Linked DNA regions of Gossypium arboreum: region 2 is linked to region 1. A link is a contact called in public Hi-C data. All regions are on one chromosome and are shown on one strand. Each heading gives the region's core, a stretch centred on a gene start, on an enhancer-like site or on the middle of the called end of the contact. The rest is flanking DNA. Distances are from core to core; before and after follow the strand shown. Region 1 holds the start of LOC108486534 (serine hydroxymethyltransferase 3, chloroplastic-like). Region 2 holds the start of LOC108484913 (pathogen-associated molecular patterns-induced protein A70-like).

Evidence for each region. Hi-C and Micro-C count contacts between places; a contact is called where the count stands out from the background.
Region 2: a Hi-C map of leaf shows a contact between it and region 1, with 3 times the contacts expected there. The contact joins the promoter of LOC108484913 here to the promoter of LOC108486534 in region 1. A contact is called at or near these places in 2 of 5 Hi-C or Micro-C datasets (both in leaf).

Annotation. Positions count from the first base shown.
Region 1 is chr6:109,948,354-109,954,793 of ASM2569848v2, reverse strand. It overlaps LOC108486534 (serine hydroxymethyltransferase 3, chloroplastic-like), which reads left to right and starts at 1,614. Exons shown (of 11, transcript XM_017790637.2): 1 at 1,614-1,751; 2 at 2,098-2,510; 3 at 2,601-2,775; 4 at 2,867-2,984; 5 at 3,075-3,187; 6 at 3,298-3,420; 7 at 3,777-3,881; 8 at 4,003-4,089; 9 at 4,178-4,285; 10 at 4,686-4,758; 11 at 4,852-5,379. The coding sequence starts at 2,131. The coding sequence ends at 5,126. LOC108485413 reads left to right here and starts at 6,262. Exons shown (of 2, transcript XM_017789248.2): 1 at 6,262-6,393.
Region 2 is chr6:110,444,564-110,451,637 of ASM2569848v2, reverse strand. LOC108484913 (pathogen-associated molecular patterns-induced protein A70-like) reads right to left here and starts at 5,652. Exons shown (of 1, transcript XM_017788797.2): 1 at 4,331-5,652. The coding sequence starts at 5,423. The coding sequence ends at 4,527.

The sequences.
Region 1 (6,440 bases), core at 365-2,864:
TGAGATATTATTTAAAATTTAGAAAAAATATAATATATAAATATATAGGAAAAAAATTAAAGGTTATAAGATTTAATCTCCATCAAGTGTGCGGTGGTGTTGTAATATATAAAATATTTTTAATCCAGTGTATTAATAGTATGAAAGGTGGAGTTGGTAACTTGGTCGTCTCTTCTTCCGCCAGCTTAGTTCATTGGCTTCTTCAATTTTTTTATATTGAAATTACGTTGAATATTCTCTGCTATTATTTGAAAATTTCAGTTTTAAGACATGCCTAAAGACCATTATGGAAGGTCAGAATTTTCGTTTAAACTAGTTTTTAATTGCATAGTTATAGTTAATTTCTTGAGACCTCCTAAATTTGATCAAAACTGATGGAGAATAGTGGAAGATAAGCTTGGAGAAAGAGGAGTAGTTTGAGTAAGTTTGATTGGTGAACTCTAAACCACAATTTAATGATTGATATGATAGATCAATACTCATCGAGAATAGAAAACATACATTAGATTCAAGTTGATTTGATAATTAGTGTGGAGGATCAGAGAAAAAAACTATTTAATTTTTAGTTCGTAAATTCATTACGTTCCAAAATTATTCATTTAAAAAAAATTAAATTGTAAAAGAGAAGGAGAAAAAAAGATTTTAATTGGTGCAGACGGTATAAACGGAGAAAGCCATATAACAATAATTTTAACAATTTAATAATTTATATAAAAACTTTTAAATAATTTAATTATCATTTTATAATTTTTTAAATTTAAGTAACTACAAGATAAATTTATTAACAATTTAGTAACTTTCTACATAGTTTACCCAAATTTCTAACCATTAGCATTTTTGGTAAACCTTACAAATTTGGTTTACACTTTTTTTTTTTCTTAGCATAATTGAAGACTGGCATTTTCATGTAGTTGATTTCCCCCCAATATCACTTAATCAGGACTTAGTAGGACAAGTGGCAACATCAGAGCAGGTACATACGAGTAGATCCAATGGAACAACCCGCATGGAGGTTTTTCAACCCTCATAAGACAACTACCCAAATCTCCGCTATCCAATCCATTTTCGGCGCCGTTCGTCTTTTTCATTTTCTTTTACATTTATTTATTAATTAGGGTTATTCGCTAGATTAGTATTTGAAATTTAAAATATTTTAATTGAAATATTAAAGTGTTAATATTATATTAATTAGATTTTTTAACTTAAATATCAAATATTATTTTAAATTTGACACGAAGTATATTTAAAATAATTTATTCAAATTATAAATACATTTATATTTATTCAAATTATAAATACATTTATATTTGTTACATTGATAGTTTAAATATAACACATTAAAAAAAGTCTTTGTAAAATTTAGTGATAATATCTAATCTTTTATAAATCATCAAATTTAAATTATTCATGTAATAAAAATTTAGATATTAAAATTTTTATTTATCGACTTTAAATATACTTTACGTCAAAATTTAATGTTGAAATCGATGTTAGGATGATGGAAAGATACGATTATACAATATTAATACTTTGATAAATCAAATTCAACCTTTTAAGGTTTATGGATTAATTTAAATTTGGATCATAATGTAGGGCTTATCCTGCAATTAACCCTCTTTAATTTTCTTCTTTGCCACTATACTAAAGCAAACCGCTGTCGACTTTTAGGGTTTTAGAGTTTGAGCCACTTCAATCCATTGCACCCAAAAAGAAAACGCGAGAAAAAAAAAAAAAGAGAATCCTTCCAACAAGTATGCCCTTCTTTCTATATTTCTTGAATTATTCCTTCTTTCTTAAAATTTTGTTTAATTCGTTGCTCTCTCTAATTTTCATATCCAGTTATTGAGATATTTGTTTATTATCTGTATTTTAACTTAAGATAGATTGCTGTTCTTTAGTTTTCGTGTTTTGGCTTAACAGAAGAATTGGTAATGATCAAGTTCTAAAAGGAAAATACCTTTTTTTCTTTTTGCCTGTATCTCATGGGATTATTTAAGTCTTAATAGCTGTTCATTTTCTGCTTTAACATATAAATTAATTGATGATGAATTGAATTTCTTATTTTAATCTATTTGTTATTCTGTTGTAAATTTGCAGGTTATTTGTGAGAAATACTAGTGGGAAGTCAAAATGCAGGCTTGTAATGGAGCTGCAATGATGGGTTCTTTGCAACAGCCCATATGGGTCAAAGGGAATAGACCAATTTTTCCTTTAAAAGGGTATGGTCTTAAGCTCAACTCTGTCAAACCCTGTAGAGCTCAACTTGAAAGCAGCTTGGTTACTGGAAAGCCTCCCTCTTCGGACTCATTCCCTGTGGTCGAAACCCGATTTGTGGACCATGGCCTCAGTGAAGCCGATCCCGAGGTTCGTGCTATTATTAACAAGGAGAAAGAGAGGCAATTCAAAAGCCTTGAGCTTATTGCCTCAGAGAACTTTACATCCCGAGCAGTAATGGAGGCAGTTGGGTCATGTCTCACAAACAAGTATTCCGAAGGACTACCTGGTAAAAGGTATATCGAGTTAAGCTAAATGCATAGAGATGTGATCTTTGTGTTTTTGGATTTATTATTTGCAGCTAATGATCTTAATTTTTATTGCAGGTACTATGGGGGCAATGAGTACATTGATGAACTTGAAATACTTTGCCAAAAGAGGGCTTTGGCAGCATTTCATTTGGATGAAAATAAGTGGGGCGTTAATGTTCAACCATTGTCTGGTTCTCCTGCTAATTTTGAGGTTTATACAGCAATTCTTAATCCGCATGATCGAATAATGGTAAGATACTTCTGCCGAACTCTGCTGCTGTAACTTAGTTCTCTCTGTTCGATAGTGCACATATAAATGATTCTTAATGTAACTGGTATAGGGTTTGGACTTACCACATGGCGGACATTTGTCACATGGATTTATGACTCCTAAAAGACGTGTATCTGGTACATCAATCTATTTCGAGTCAATGCCTTATCGGCTTGATGAATCCACAGGTAACTCATCGTTATTGTTAAGACTTAATTCGTTTAGTGGTTGGTATGCTTGCTTGGTGGTTGATTTGATTTGTCTTAAATTTGGAACAGGCCTAGTTGATTATGACATGCTTGAGAAAACAGCTACCCTCTTTCGACCAAAACTCATAATCTGTGGTGCCAGTGCATATCCTCGAGATTTTGATTATCCTCGCATGAGGAAGGTAAGCATTGATGTGCTTGTTGGTTGTGCTATATAGTCTGCCGTACTTTACTATCATTTAGTGACTTTTTTTAAGCATTTAACTTAATTGGAATTGATATCTGTTGGAAGATCGCAGATGCTGTTGGTGCATTTCTCATGATGGATATGGCTCATATAAGTGGCCTTGTTGCCGCTTCTGTAGTTGCTGACCCCTTTGAATATTGTGATATCGTGACAACAACCACACACAAGGTTTGGGATGAATATTTTCAAATGCTGTCTTGAACCATATGCATGTTAAATTCACTTCACATAGTGCTAGTTTTGCTTGTTGAAACATTAATATTTAAGGTAACTTGAGAAAATCTACTACCTTGTAGCATGGTAAATCTCGCTTGATTCTTTCCCTATTTCACTTGCCCTTGTGTAGCGAAGAATGTCTTCACGTTGTTTTGATCATGATTTACTTATCATGTGCATTAGAATTTAAATAAGCTGCTTTGCCAATAATCTCACTGATACTTGTGTGTTCCAAATAGTACTATTACTTTGTTTGTGTTAATATGTTCGTTTGAATAACCTACTTGATTTTCTTTACTCATTTCCAGTCTTTGAGAGGTCCAAGAGGTGGCATGATCTTCTTCAAGAAGGACCCTGTTCTTGGAGTTGATTTGGAATCTGCTATCAATAATGCTGTTTTTCCAGGTTTACAGGTTAGTTTGATTGGTCTCCTTTGCTCCTATTACTAATCTGAATTCCCCATTCCATCCTTCTGCCGGCTTTCAAGTTATGGAACTAGTTATATCATGAGAAGCATAATGTTTGTATATGCAGGGTGGACCTCATAACCACACAATTGGAGGACTAGCAGTTTGCTTGCAACATGCACAATCACCCGAGTTCAAGGCTTACCAGAATCAGGTACTTTCCTTCAAAGATGAGTAATAAAAAAAAAAAAATGCACAGTTATGTGGTGATTAAGTCAAAATATGGGTACTTCATGCTGCAGGTAGTGTCTAATTGTAGAGCTCTTGCAAGCCGATTGGTTGAACTTGGCTATACACTAGTTTCTGGTGGTAGTGATAATCACCTTGTGCTTGTGGATCTAAGGCCATTGGTAAGTTACCATCTCTGTGAGACATGCAAACTTGAGTGGCATTTAGAAATTGACTCAAAACTGAAAACCTGACTCAACTCGACCAACCTTACACAATTTGGCTATAAAAAGTCAACAATCTGAATCCACCCAACCCAAATACAAATTGATCTGAACTCGAATTTGACCTGAACCCAAAATAACTTGGCGCAAAATGCACTAAATAGCCCCAACCTAAATAACTTGAACCTTAAACTGACAAACCTAAAAATTCAAAAACCCAAATAAACCTGATCAAAACCAACCTGATCTGCCCAATTGACAAGTCTAGAGGCGTAGGATCTCTTGTTTTTTTTATTCTCTTGTAGACACCCTAAACTCCTTTTGCCTCCTTTATATCAATGAACTTCTCCTGCAACAGGGTATTGATGGGGCTCGGGTGGAGAAAATACTTGACATGGCCTCTATCACCTTGAACAAAAATTCGGTGCCTGGTAAGTTCTTCCTTATTCCCCTTTTTTACCATTCATTTATAATTAACTTTTTCCCTTTTTATACCAATCCTTGATACATCTTAAAATTTGCAGGGGATAAGAGTGCACTTGTGCCGGGTGGCATTCGCATTGGATCGCCTGCAATGACTACCAGAGGATTTACAGAAAAGGAATTCACGGCTATTGCTGATTTCATCCATGAGGGCGTGCAAATCACTATTGAGGCTAAGGGATTAGCTTCTGGATCAAAGGTCCAAGAGTTCTTGAAGTTTGTCTCGTATCCTGATTTTTCGTTGACGGATAAGGTGTCCAATCTTCGTAGTAGAGTCGAAGCACTTACCACCCAGTTTCCCATACCCGGCGTATGAGTGAGGTTTAATTAGTAATGAGAGACCTGGGAACATTATTATATCATAACATGGTGAAATCCAACACTGATTTCTTCCATAGATTTATGAAAATTTGAGATGTAGTGATGAAAGGGGATGAGTAACGTAGGACTTAAACGTTGGTTTATGATGACAACCAGCAATAATTTTATCACTTTAAATGTGGTTTCTCTACAATATTAATACATATTATAATTAATTCATTATGATTCTATTTTCTTGGAAAAAATAACTTTTTAATTGACGATATTTTAAATTTATAAGTGGATCGATTAGTCACGCATTTCAATTTTAATATTTTTACTTTTAACCCTAGAATGTAGTATATTTTTGGAATTTAATTGATAACCCTCAAAGTTTTTTATTTTATTTTATTTTAGATAGAGGGTTTGTTCAAAATAAGTATAACCTAACTCAAAATATAAAATTTTAAAATTATATTTAATACAATAAAATATTTATTAGATTTATTTGTGTTTTCAATTTAATAAATTATAATAGTGTTTTTAAATATGAATACCTTTTCATGTGTTAGAAAAGTTTTATTTTAGCATTTTTTAGTATATTATATATATTTTTTAAATTTTATTTTTAAACAAAAATTAATCTAAAAAATCAAACATGGGAAGTCGAGTCAAGTCCGAGTTTATTTTTCTTAAATTAAGAGCTTGAGCAAAAAAGTAAATTCATTTTTGAGTCGAACTTAACTCAATTTAACTCATGAGCACATCTAATGATTAGATTTAATATTACTATTTAAAAGTAAAGTAATAAAGTTAATCACGAACAATTTTCTAAAAGGATATTACTTAATCCAACTTAATTAAATTTTTTGTCGAAATTATTGGACTTCAATTAAGAGTAAAAAGATTATTATTATTTTAAAAATAATAAAATATAAAATGCTAAATATGCAAATAATATAGAAACTGATAGCAAACTTAGACTTAAATATTAAAAAAAATTAGAGTACCCAAATATTAATTTAATCATACAATCTATATTACATTCACAAGAAGGCCGAAAGAAAAAAGGTCCATTTTCTAAGAAAAAAGCCCAAACATTTGAGAAAGCTCAGCCTTAAACCCTTAACCCGAAACAAAGGGCCTATATATAATCATCTTTTACCCAATTTAGGGTTTCAAATAAACTCTGTCTCACACTCCTCCGCTTCGTTTTGTTTCTGCTGCTTCGTTTCCGTTTAGGGGAAAACCATATCGTAATCTCTTTAGGATCTCACTGCGAGGTAGGAGGCACCAGTGATAATTACTTTTTATATCCATAGGAAGATAT
Region 2 (7,074 bases), core at 4,403-6,902, 490 kb before region 1:
AGTGCAATCAATCTAACAACAATAGAATCAAGTCATTTTAATTAAATTAAAAGCAAAAAAATAATTTTAGCAATCATGTTCATCAATTCAAAACAAAATAAAAAGTTGAAAATGAAAGAAACTAGAAGAAAAAATAGGTGTTCTCCGTAGCTCAGCTTGTTTTCTTTTACCTCTTTCCTTCTGCTTTGCTCCTTCGCACAATTACCTTCAAGAATGTTGAATTTTATTGCTTAAGGGAACTTCTGAATTGCTTTTCTCAAACTCTTGTGTTGCTTTCTCAAATGAGAAGTGAAAGAATGAAGAATGGGAGAAGAGATAATGAGTGAGGGATGAGTGAAAAGAGTGAATAACTAGGGGCTATTTATACTTGTAGAGGCTGATTATTTTTAGCAAATAAGAGCCTTGAAAATCTCTCTTCACATGATTGACCCTTTCTTTAACGAAAGTGGGTGGATGACGTCGCTATTTTTGTTTGATTCATGGGAGAGAAACCTTGAAATGAGGAGGGGAGTTGGACGGTCACATGTGGAAAAATTGTGGCTGATTTTTCAATGTTTTACCGAGTCTTGGGTGGCTGATTTGGGCACCTCTATGGATGGTTGGGTCTTTTCCTCCTTAGTGGGCAGTTTGGGCTCCTATCTCCTTAACAGGTTATCCATTTTGTTGACCCAATTCTTGAGCTGGGTTAAGAGAATTTTCAAGGTTCAATATTCCTTTAATTTATCGTCCAGAGTTTATAATAAATCAACCATCTTCTACATAGATTATGTTGTAGAAATGCTATAGTTTTGAGCATCAAAAGGTGAGCTTTAAGACTGCATTTTCCTCCAATGCATAAGCTGTTTCAAAAATTGCAAAAATCATGTGTTTTATTGTATAAAATGATCAAATTAGCAAATTCATCTTAGTATCACATAAGAAGACAAAATTGCAACAAAAACTCCAAATTTTGCATGAATTACTAGTTTAAAAGTGCAGAAGATAACTCTATATTTTAGAGTTATCACACATCAGTAGCCGGCTCACGCCGCCTTTCCTATTTTTTTTACACACAAATTTATTTTTACTCAACAATTTTTTTAACTCATCAATTTTTTTAAAAAAATTAATTAGTGCCGCTTAACAAACTGGCGGACCTTTTTTTTTTTTCCCATCATGTATACCCATATTTTCACAAGTATTTTACTAAATAATACAAGTGTCGCTTGACATAATGACAACACTAATAAAAAGTAATTGTGTCATGATTGGCTGAAAAGAGGATGATACCGTCGATGTGTCAGGCGATACCATAAATACTATAGCAAACAACTCATTCCTGTAAATAATATCTCCTCAACCGATTTTCATAATTAATTAATTTTTAAAATTATTTTTATAAAAAAAGCCACAATTTAGTTTATTGTTATACCTAAAACTTGCAAATAAAATTCGGTCCATAAAGGATTTTCTAATATTTTCTTTATCATGTTTATTACATCACAATATGGGGTTGGGGTTAGAAAAGAATTTGAAAACAATCAAAACTATGTGAAAAGACAATTGCGGGTGTAAATTACATAAAAATGTATGTTTGGGTAGATTTTATGTCATTTCGATGGCATTAATCAATAATGAAAGCTATTGGATTAGTGTGCAAATTATGGTCCCACTTTCGTTTTCAAAGTAAAACACATGATGATAGTGCTACGAAAAAAAGTGATCAATTTCACTTGTGTTTTTTAAATCAAACCCACCAACCTAAAAAGAATGATCAAAGAAAGGCTTCAAATTCAACTTGATTGGTAATGTAGGTATGCTTAACAATTCCTCTTAGTTGTCAATTTTTTGTTTTTTTGTTCTTTTTTTTACTACAAATTCAATGTTAAATAAAGGGTTTTTATTATTCAAAACAATGCTATTTTTTTAAATGCTTTTTTGAATCAAAGTAAAAAACTTATCATGTGTTTTTAAAAATATTTTTAACAGTATTTTTTAAAGTCACTTACTTCAATTGTAACAATAATGCTAGACTGGCCTCAGACTAAACAGAGCTTTTATTCAAGACGCATTTGGTGAAATTCTAATTTTAGTCCTTTTAATATGCTCAAATTTGAAATTCAAATTTTATTTATATATTTTTCCCAAACACTTTTTTAACTAACATGATGACGTGTCTTTTAAAATACTTTAAAAATAATTTTCAACCATTTAAAATAATTATTGATATTAAAAAATACAAAATATCAAATTCAAATATAAAAATTAAATTGACATAAAAAATATAAAAATAAAATAAACAAGGTATAATGACTTTGTTCTCCTCCAACTTTGTTTAAAAAACAAAAATTCATTTTAGTTTTTCATTTAATCTTTTACCTATTTTAGCTCAAATCACCTTAACATGGATGAAAAATTAGTGTTATTAATTTTACTAATGTGACATATATGTGGGTTGCCACTTGAATGACACATTGGTATTTAATTAATTTTAAAAATTTAAAATTATATTTTTATATATTGTTTATACTTTTTAATAACTTTTAATTTTTTAAAATATTTTTTAAATTTTAAAATTTAATTAAATGCTAATATATCATCTCAGTATGGCAATCCACGTGTATGACACATCAATAAAATTAAAATTATTAACTTTTTTATCCATTTTAAGGTAATTTGATAAAAATATAAATTTAAAAACGAAAAGTTAAATAGAGAGCTAATTAAATTATTATCCCAATAAACAAACATAAATTCAATGAAGGTGAGTAAAACTTGATTCGATTCAAAAAAACCGAAAAAAAATTAAATTTTGAATTAATCGAATTGAGTTATTCAATTCAACTTGAATAAGTAGTTCGAGTTTCAAGTTAGAGTTGAGTTAAATTTTACAAATTGAGCAACTCAAATATTTGAATAATCGTTTAATATAAATACTCATTAGGTCCTTGTCAATTTTTAAAATGAACAAATTGCTCTCTCAACAAAAAAAATACAAAAAAAAAAAACTTAAAATAATTTTGAAATTCAAATTATTTATAAAATTATAATTTTTTAAAAATCTAACAAATATATAAAAATAATAATTTTCTAAAATAATAATTTTGGGACCTAAATAATTTAATTTATAAATTAAATTTATCATATTAAAGTATTTTATTTTATTTTTATTTTACTTTGAAAATAATTTCAAATATATATAATTTTAAATTTATATTCTCCAACATGAAATTAATTATATTATAACAAAAATTAATTCAAAATATTTTTTTAATTTACCTCAAATAATTTTATTTAAATTAACTCAATTTAATTTAATTTAATTTAAAAATTTAAATTAAATTAAAATAATAAAATAAAACTCATCAATTCAATTAGCCGTTAAATTTCACTCCATCAAACGTCAAATTGATAGGCGGGAATGGCAACTCCAAACTCTTACTATTCCCCATACATCATTTACATGCACATTAAATTTGGGTGTAAATGCATAGTAGCCAAACATAATCTCCCACGTGCATCACAGCCAAGCACCTGACAGTGCGACAGATGGAGATCGCCATTTTATGTGGACAAACAAATTTAAAAGGAAAATATTTGACAAATCTAATAAAAATATTTCACACACTAAAATTTTTAAACTCCACAAATGATATTAAAATAAACAAATGTTATATAAAAATATTTTATCCTAGCCAGGCGCGGGTATAGTCCCGGCCATCTCTAAAATTAAAATTTTTTAACTCCCTTTAAAACTTATAAAATTTAAATTAATAAAAATAAAATTATATTTTAATCTTTCTAAAAATAATAAAATTTAATTTTATCTTTTAAAATTATAAAATATATAATTTAATTTAAACAATTACACTTAAATTCAGACTTCGCCACTACTTATAAAATAAAAATATAAGATTAATGTACCTAATACTCAGTAAATAAATTCATATATATTTGTACCAAATCACCCCATCTCTCCCTTCAATTTCAATCCCACCATCGTTCCTCTTCTGTTCTGTCCCTTTCAATCCAAAACAAAACGTGGGGTCTTTGTAAGCATGGCCTGCCCTCTCCTCCTGTAAAACAGGCCAATACCCTCTTTACACAGTTTTTCTCCACTTCCAGACTTGGAACCTACAGGTTTCCACAGTCTTGTCTGAAAAAACAACTAAGGGTCCATTGCATGGCATGCCCTTCTACAACATTTTTCTTGTACCCACTTTAACTCTTAGTAGATAACAGCTAAAAACTAATGCTAGTAATGGCAATGGTGACAATCATATGATTCATGAACCAGGAAACAGTACTAATTGGGACATTAATGGATATAAATGCCTGGAGAACAACCAAATAACACAACTGATAAACCCCATTCAAAGGAAACTTAAAATAAAAAATAAAAAAAACCAGAAAATGAAATGAAAGTGCCATATTTTTTTTCCTGAACACAAAGTTCCAACAGATGTAAACAATACCAGTAGTAGATCTACACCAATAATTAAACCCTGAAATTAACCCCCGAAAAAAGATTGAAAATGTAAAGCTTTTCACCTACCACTCCCTCTATTGATCATCTCCTTGTACCTAATGATGGAATCAAGCTTTTGCAGTTTCAGCTGGTGCTTGAACTTGTTGATGAAATCATCAGCTTTGGCATCCACCTCATCGTCTTCTTCCTCCGTAGCTTTCTCTTTCCCTTCTCTCACGGTGGCCGGCCGTCGATTTTCCACGATATCTCCTTCCTCGAAATGTCGAAAAGCAGACTTTACACTTGCAGATTTCTTCATCTTCCTCGGAAGCTTAGTTGGTACCTCACCAGATGCTGGTTTAGTATCAGATTTGGTCCTCGCAACATGATTTCCCTCCTTCAGTTGACTGTATACTTCATCAAGCGTTTTTCCTTCACCTTGGGTTCCCTCCCTTTCATCTTGTTTTTCAGGCTCTTGCACCTTTTCATCATGTCCCTCACCCTGAGCTACCTCTGGAGGATAATGGGGGTAACTCTCATGGCTTTTGGTCTGCTCTGGGGAGAAGTAACCGTAGAGATTAATGGACTTTAGCCTTTGCAAAACAGAAGGGGATCTCTCAAAGGAAGGCTGGCGCTGTTGTTGAGGGTTTTGTTGTTGAAAAGAGAAATGGAAATCACCCACATCAGAGACACTTTCATAGGCAGTGGTAGCACTAGCAACAACAGGTTCTTGAGATCTGTAAGCAGACAAGTTGATAGATTTCAGCCTCTGCAACATAGATGGAGATCTAACAAACTTTGGGTTTGTTTCATCATCTGGGTGGTACTGCCTTTGTGCGTCACTACTAGGCTTGCTGGAACTCAAAGTGGAAGTGAAATAGATGGTACCTATTGTAAGGTTAAGGAAGACAAAGAACACAGTTGGGGTAAACCAGCTTAAAATGGAAGACCATAGGGAATATGGTACTGTTGACATTGGTTCTTCCAACGTGGCTTTGGATGTTTCTGGTTAGGGACTAAAATGAGAAGAGAAAAGGGGTAATGGGAAAAGAAATGGTGGAAGGTAAAGTGGTGGAGGGTTGTGTTTAAGAGCGGGCCAACTGTTTATGAAATTTTTATGGGGGATTTTCTCTAGGATATTTGAGTTTGGATACTTGTCAAGATCTCCATTTTTTGTGTTGATGTATAATAAAGAAAGGGTTATATATATATATATAATTTTTTAAAGTTTTTAGTGTGAAGATTTTGAAAAGGCATGTGCTGGGGAGAGTGAATAGATTTTGTGAGAAACAGACAAAAGAGAAGGGAGAGATTGGCTTGGCTTTTATGGAAGCCTGAGCAAATATGAGGGTGTAGGGCTATCTTTCATTAAAGGAGGGCTGAGTGGCTGACAGTGTATCGCATTTAGGGTTTTGATATAATGGTATTTGATGTTTAAGTGTTATGTTTTACTTTCATAAACTTTTTTAAGGATTAATTGTACTATATATTTTTAATGTATAGCTCAAAATTTTTAATAATTACTATCAATCAAGAATTTTTGTTAATCTAGCTATTATTTTATGTATCAAATTCTATTTTTGTAATATTTTTCGCTCGTTTTCACCATCAATACAATGATAGATGTTATTATAATATTTTTAAGTTTAACTTTATTTTCCTTTTATGAAAATGTTTATTTTATTTTATATTAATATTCTTTAAATCAAATTAATCAAGTTTTAAAAAAACATAAATGCATTTAAACCTCATCATAAATTAATTTCAAACTTCATTTAAACTTAAATACATGACATAAACACATTCAAGTAACATAACGAAATAAAACTTAATTAATAACATCAAAATAACTTGAATTTCAACTATTTTTTTATAAATATTATATTCAAATTAAGTCTTTATGTACATGTCAAAGTCCTTATGCAATAACAATTAATATAAATACATTACAACTTCAATGAAAGGTGATGTGAAGCTCCCAAATTCAAATCTTATACTTCTCATTGGCGCGTTTTAAACCACTAATGCATGAGCCTAACAACTTAGTATGTAATCAAGGATAAGCTTATTTATCTTATACTAATATAAATGTTAAGCCCCTTATTAAGAATTTTTCAAGTTCATTTCCATCATACTAAGCCATTTTAACAGATTCGGTTTTGATTACTGAATTATAGAGTTCAATTTACTGGTTATTGGTTCTTTAACAATTCGTATTGAGAATTCATGTTCAAGATTATTATCAAGGTTACCAATATTGTTCAATCTAAGTTCATAGCCTTTTTAACTTAACTTTCTAGTTTATTCACATGTGTGTTCCACTTATGGCTATAAATTCTTTATGCAAGGCATATCTTCCCTCATTAGTTTCCTTATTAGGGGTATACCAATACATAATTTTTAAGCACAATTTCATGTCTTATTGCTAGAGGATGACCTTATCATAAAAACATAGCCTTTTAACTTGTTAATCCTTTAAAAAAATATACTTTAGAGTACATTTAAATTTTATAATCATAGGTACATCTTATTATCAATATTTTTATTCAAATGGCCATAATAATATAAGGAAATGACTTGGATACATGGGACTTCCTCCAAAACACACCAAAGAGCACATAGTGCTA